2 separate regions of the Mus musculus genome follow, and region 2 is linked to region 1. A link is a contact called in public HiCAR-type data. All regions are on one chromosome and are shown on one strand. Each heading gives the region's core, a stretch centred on a gene start, on an enhancer-like site or on the middle of the called end of the contact. The rest is flanking DNA. Distances are from core to core; before and after follow the strand shown. Region 1 holds the start of Slc5a6 (solute carrier family 5 (sodium-dependent vitamin transporter), member 6). Region 2 holds the start of Letm1 (leucine zipper-EF-hand containing transmembrane protein 1).

Region 1 (2,700 bases), core at 191-2,690:
ACAGTAAGCAGCCACTCTGGACAAATTGTGCATACCTCCCGGACACAGGGTGCATATCTGCAGAAGAGAAAGAAACCTGATTAAGACTCCAGAAAGAAAAAAAAAAAAAAGAACAAGTCAGTAGCCTTTCCAGAATTCCCATAATGCAAAGCGGAAAAGTGCCTTTTGTAAACAGAACCCATTTTTTTCCCTTAAAACCCCCGCACCAAATCAGCGCACTGTACGAGAGAAGATCCTCGTGTTTGTGCATTATTACTTGACTATACTGTGTCCTCTCCAGAGACTTCTCCACCTGACAGGCATGGTTTGGCAAGTGTTAAAGGGCTGCAGGTACACAGCGTACTCAAGCATCACTATATATTTAGATAGATAGATAGATAGATAGATAGATAGATAGATAGATAGATAGATAGATAGATAGATAGATAGATAGTCGTGCCATTGCACCACGCACAGCATTCGTGCAAGGAGAGCTGGCAGAAGAACCCTGGGACTCGTCTGGGAAGCACTATTTAAAATTATTCAAAAGCAAGGAGATCAAATTTCAAAGGACTCTGAATGTGGGCAGGGCGAAGGTGCTAGTGGCCTGCACTACGTGAGTACTGGACAACACCATCCCCGCAGGCACAGGGCCCGGGGAAGCTTCAGGGACAAAAATCTGAGCTTCCGACTGGCCAAAGGGACAGACACCGGCGGGCGAGCTGGATTCCGGGCTGACGGCCAGCAACCTTCTTCAGCCAGATCTCAAACTTTCTTCTGTACCTCAGGTAGAGCCAGGGCCCTCTCCACGCCCAGAACCAGGAGCAGGGCGGCCGCCCGAGAGCCGCCTGACTCCCGAGACGCCATTTCCCACTGCTTTCCACCGTCTTGACAGCTCGCGAGAACCGAGCGCGAGGCTCCGCCCCCAGCGTGTCACGCGCCAGCCTTGAGGCGAGGCTTAGCTTCCAAATCCTGTCACTCTGGGGCGTGGCCTGGTCCGCCCGGGGCACGAGCCGTGGAGCCCGAGGCGTAATTTGCCCGCAGGTTCGGGCTGCTCGCGGAATTCTGAGCTCCTGTCCTGCGCTTGCTCGCGGTGGACAGACCCACCATCTCTCCATTCTTCCTGGAGCGCAGGCCTGTCCAGTTAGCGCTTAGTTGCCTTGAGCTACTGCATGACCCTCAGCCCGGTGCGGACGCCCGGGCAGCTCCATCCGCCCTTAGTAAACATGGCGGCGCTGGGACCCGGGAGGGCGGGGGTAGGGGGCGGGGTCCTGCTGTCCCGCTGTCACCAAGTCAGGAGGTGCGAGCCGAGCCGAGCCGGGCCGGGCTGGCCTGCGGGCCAGCTGCCCTCATGTGGAGATCTCAAAGGTGGGCAGGGCGGGTGTAGGATGGGCCGGGCGAGGCGGGGATTGGGCAGGGCCGGAGAGACTGAGTTCAGTCGCCTGGAGGCGGGACTGGAAGGGGCGGGGCGGGGTGAGCCTCTCGGTGTGGGCTTTGGGGAAGGTCTTAAATACTAGTGCAAAGTCGTGGGTTCGCCACGTGCGGAGAGAAGGGGAAAGCTGAGCCGAGAGAGGGTAAGGGTGATGGAGGAGTGAAGATCGGAGGGCGAAGGGCAAACGCTGGCAAGAGAACACGAGCCTGGGAACCCTTCACCTTAATGTTGCGTAGTGTTCTGCAGCCCGGGCAAGGACGCGAAGCGGGAAAGACGCTTCCTTAACTCATGTTCTTTGCCTTGCCAAGGGGGAAAAACCAATGCTGGTTTCGGAAAGAACGTAGGAACTTTGGTAGCCCTGGCCGAACCACCGACGCAAGGCAAGCAGAACAGCAGCAGGTCTGACTGGAAGGGCGCTGGGAGAGACCCATCACACCTAAGGGGACAGCTATTGCTCTGGGTGACGACTCCTCAAAAGGTAACTAGAGACAATTAGAGCTCATCTCAATTAGCCTGCCAATGCTTCCATTCCACAGGCTCCAGGTATCTGCCTGGAAATCCTGAATTTGCATTTATCAATACATTTAGCTGGTGGGATATCTTGTTTTAATGAGAAAGGCCATTCAGATCTTGAGGAATATTAAGCCCTAGATATTGGTGACAGTTGGCCCTGCAGGTGTTCCCTTATATTTCAAAGGGGGAAGAGGGTGAGGACTTAGCTCTGGCATTCCTAGTTAAGTCTTGTCCCCAGTACTGAAAGAAATGAACCCACAAACCTCAATACCTTTCATTGCAGATAAGTCCCATGCAATGTGAGACCTTTTTAAAAGACATGTCCACTGTTGTGAATCAGTGGAGTTTGTAGAAAGCCACTGTTCTTTTCCTAGAATTGGATCGTATGAAAGTTGTGTTACTGCTGGCTTGGCGTTTTCCTGTCTGCTTACCTCTTCTTCCTCTATCCCAGAGGCTTCGTGGTTTCTCAACGCAGATAATTAATCAGGAAACTCTAGAAGCAGAGGAACCAAATCGGTACTACCCGACCACTTGGTGTTTTATTTTGAGACCGTGTAGCTTTGGTTGGCCTGGAACTCATAGAGATCCACCTGTCTGCCCCCTGTGTGCTAGGATTGGTCTAGAAGGGTTTTTTCTTTATTTTTTGTTTTGTTTTTGTTTTTGAGACAGGGTTTCTCCGTGTAGCCCTGGCTGTCCTGGAACTCACTCTGTAGACCAGGCTGGCCTCGAACTCAGAAATTCGCCTTCCTCTGCCTCCCAAGTGCTGGGATTAAAGG
Region 2 (2,700 bases), core at 29-2,528, 2.7 Mb before region 1:
AATCTCAGGGTTGTTTTGATTTGCATTTCCCTGATGATTAAGGATGTTGAACATTTCTTTAGGTGCTTCTCAGCCATTCGGTATTCCTCAGTTGTCATTACTACTTTGGCTTGGCTTTGCTTTCCTCCTCCTCCTCCTCTTTGGTCAGGCAAGTGTTCTTATTGGTGGAAGTTTCTCAGCTTGGCTAAGAAACTTCAGTTCTTTGGTTTAGGTCATCAGCCCTTTCAGGGAATCCCTACACTTGACTTAATTCTGTATCTGATGCCCACAATGTACATTACCGTGTGCACAAGAGAGGTTCCAAACGTCTTAGGAGATTCTCTGCCACCTGAGTCCTGAGATAGGGATTCTGGCCTACACTGGCCCAGCTTTTAGGTTCTGATTCAGAAAATGACCAGATAGGTTACTTCTTCCCAATGGGCTGTGCTGGGATACTAGTGAAGCGTCCTCGCTGGGAGCCAGCTGGAATTAGGACTTGAGCACCTGTTCATCAGAAAAAAAAAAAATGCATTAACCTCATACTGAAGATCTTCACCTACTATTCTGAGTTCACTCCCACAGGAACGTAGAAGGAACGGAAAAGGCATTCCACAAAGGCAGGAGGTGGAAAGCAGTGAGGGAAGTCTCCAGGAACGGTCTGGTGTCCCTGGGTCGGGATACAGATCTGTGGAGAGGGTGGCTGCTCTGGAGCACCAGAGTGTGTATAGTCCTGGGTTTCCACAATCCTGAAGCCTGCCATTCCAGCCACCACCCTTTAAAGAAGAGGATGCTGCCAGGTCTATTTTGGAGTGGGCAGGGGTGGCTGTGAGCTACCATAGAGGGGACCTGCCAGGAGTGCAGCCCACTACTAAGGTTGCTCGTCCTGACGCGAAGCAAGGAGGTGGGACCAATTAACAGCCTCGCAGAGTTATGTTCCCTACCCACCACCCTTCCTTAAAGTCCCATGAGCCATCTGCTATGGGCTAGTATAATATAGGGCTTAGTAGTTATGAAAATAGATGCCAGTTCTTTTGCCGCCTCTGTGCCCGCAGCCCCAAATCAGAAGCTAGGCACTGCTAAGATGCAAGAGGAACTCCAGATAGATCTGAGCTCATCAAGAAAACCCAAGACTCGGCGCACGCTGGGACTTGTAGTCGGGAGAGGCAAGCCTCCCGGATGCACGCTGGGCCTTGTAGTCTGTTGGGCGGGCTCGCCCCTCACCTGGCCAGGGCGGGTGCCGCAGGGCCAATGGGAGCCGTGCCGGCCAGGCCTGTTCCGCCCCGCGCCTACGGACGTTTGTGCCGGGACATGGCCGCTGCGGATGCCGGGTCCTTGAGCTGAGCGCTTGCTGCCGGAGCCAACCTCTGCCGTCAACCGTCCGCGCGGGCTGGGCCCAGGCGCCGGGACGGCCAAGATCCGCCGAGGAAGCTGAGGCAGCTATAGAACGCCGCCGCGGCGGGCGCATGGCGTCCATCTTGCTCAGGAGCTGCCGGGGCCGGGGGCCTGCCCGCCTCGCGCCACCTCGGGCCGCCTCCCCGCGGGGTAAGCTGGTGCTGCGCAAACGACCTGTTGTGGGCGACCGGGAGCCAGCGCGGGACGCCCCCTTCCGTGCCCCGAGGCAGCGCGGCAATGACAAGCACCGGGCCGCTCTGAGCCGCTTGTGCTGGACAGCTTCCTGTGACCTTAGTTGCCCAGGTCGCCGCAGGTCACTGCTGCCGACCGAGGCGCTGAGAAAGTTCCTTAGGGCCGTGGCTTCCCTGCCGCTCCCCTCGAAGATGAATCGAGCCCTGTCCTGCCCTTTGGCCAGTTCAGGCTTGGAAGCCAGAACTCTGGGACAAGGAGATTGGGTTGTGGTTGATGCCAGCTTAGTGGGCCACTCCCTGGGGTGGGGTGGCTGATGACCGTGCTTTCCAAGGAAACTTATATGTGTCCTATTTGTAAGGTTGAAACAGCCTGTGAGAGTGGGACCCAAGACCTTATGGTTTCTTGGTAGAAGTACAGTTCTTGTCACCTTAACAGTATTGGAGAGTCGGGTATGGTGTGGAGCCAGGCATGGGGGCACACACCTTTACCCCCAGCACCCTGGAAACAGAGGCATGTGAATCTCTGAACTCCAGACCATTTAAAATTTCAGGCCAGGCAGGGCACAAGATCCAGTCTTAAAAACAAACAGCAAAACCAGTTAGGATGCGTGGAAAGAGCAGAGTGTCCCTGGGTTTGGTGTGGTTTTTCAAGCTGTCTCTGCTATAAGCGCTGTCTACCTGTTGACTTGTTCAGGATACCATAATGTACTTCTGCCTTTTCTTATTTCTCTGGCATGTTTATGGCTTTCAAATTAGTTGATATTGTGTGTGTGTGTTATTATTCCAGGCACAAGAATGTTTTCTTTAGTTAACCCAGTTCCCTTGGAACAAAAATGCTGCTTCCCTGACAGTGGTTAGACTCCTGTCAGCTGGTTAGATGTGGAACAATAGAGCATTACTGGGTAGCAAGCCCCTGCTCTCCCTGTAATGATGTGCCCAGAGCCAACAGGCACAGGATGGACATCCTGACTTTTTAGTCTTAGAGGATAAATTGAGGCCAACTTTGTATCAAAGTGTTCTTTATTCTTGAGTACTTACCTTCTTCTTCACTTTTGTGTGACATACTTTATTCTGATTTTCTCGTTATATTTTTCCATGGCACCACATTACATTTGTCCTTTTGGCTCTTCAAGTTGTA

What was found. HiCAR-type assays count read pairs that join an accessible place to other places.
Region 2: a HiCAR-type map of astrocytes shows a contact between it and region 1, with 4 times the contacts expected there. The contact joins the promoter of Letm1 here to the promoter of Slc5a6 in region 1. A contact is called at or near these places in 2 of 39 promoter capture datasets (liver and pre-B cells), 1 of 115 datasets of contacts at active chromatin or transcription factors (astrocytes) and 1 of 9 other capture datasets (liver).

The regions. Positions count from the first base shown.
Region 1 is chr5:31,046,819-31,049,518 of GRCm38.p6, reverse strand. Slc5a6 (solute carrier family 5 (sodium-dependent vitamin transporter), member 6) reads left to right here and starts at 1,440. Exons shown (of 18, transcript NM_001360022.1): 1 at 1,440-1,553; 2 at 1,720-1,889. It overlaps Atraid (all-trans retinoic acid induced differentiation factor), which reads right to left and starts at 879. Exons shown (of 7, transcript NM_027855.4): 1 at 763-879; 2 at 1-57. The coding sequence starts at 846.
Region 2 is chr5:33,781,295-33,783,994 of GRCm38.p6, reverse strand. It overlaps Letm1 (leucine zipper-EF-hand containing transmembrane protein 1), which reads left to right and starts at 1,278. Exons shown (of 14, transcript NM_019694.2): 1 at 1,278-1,521. The coding sequence starts at 1,443.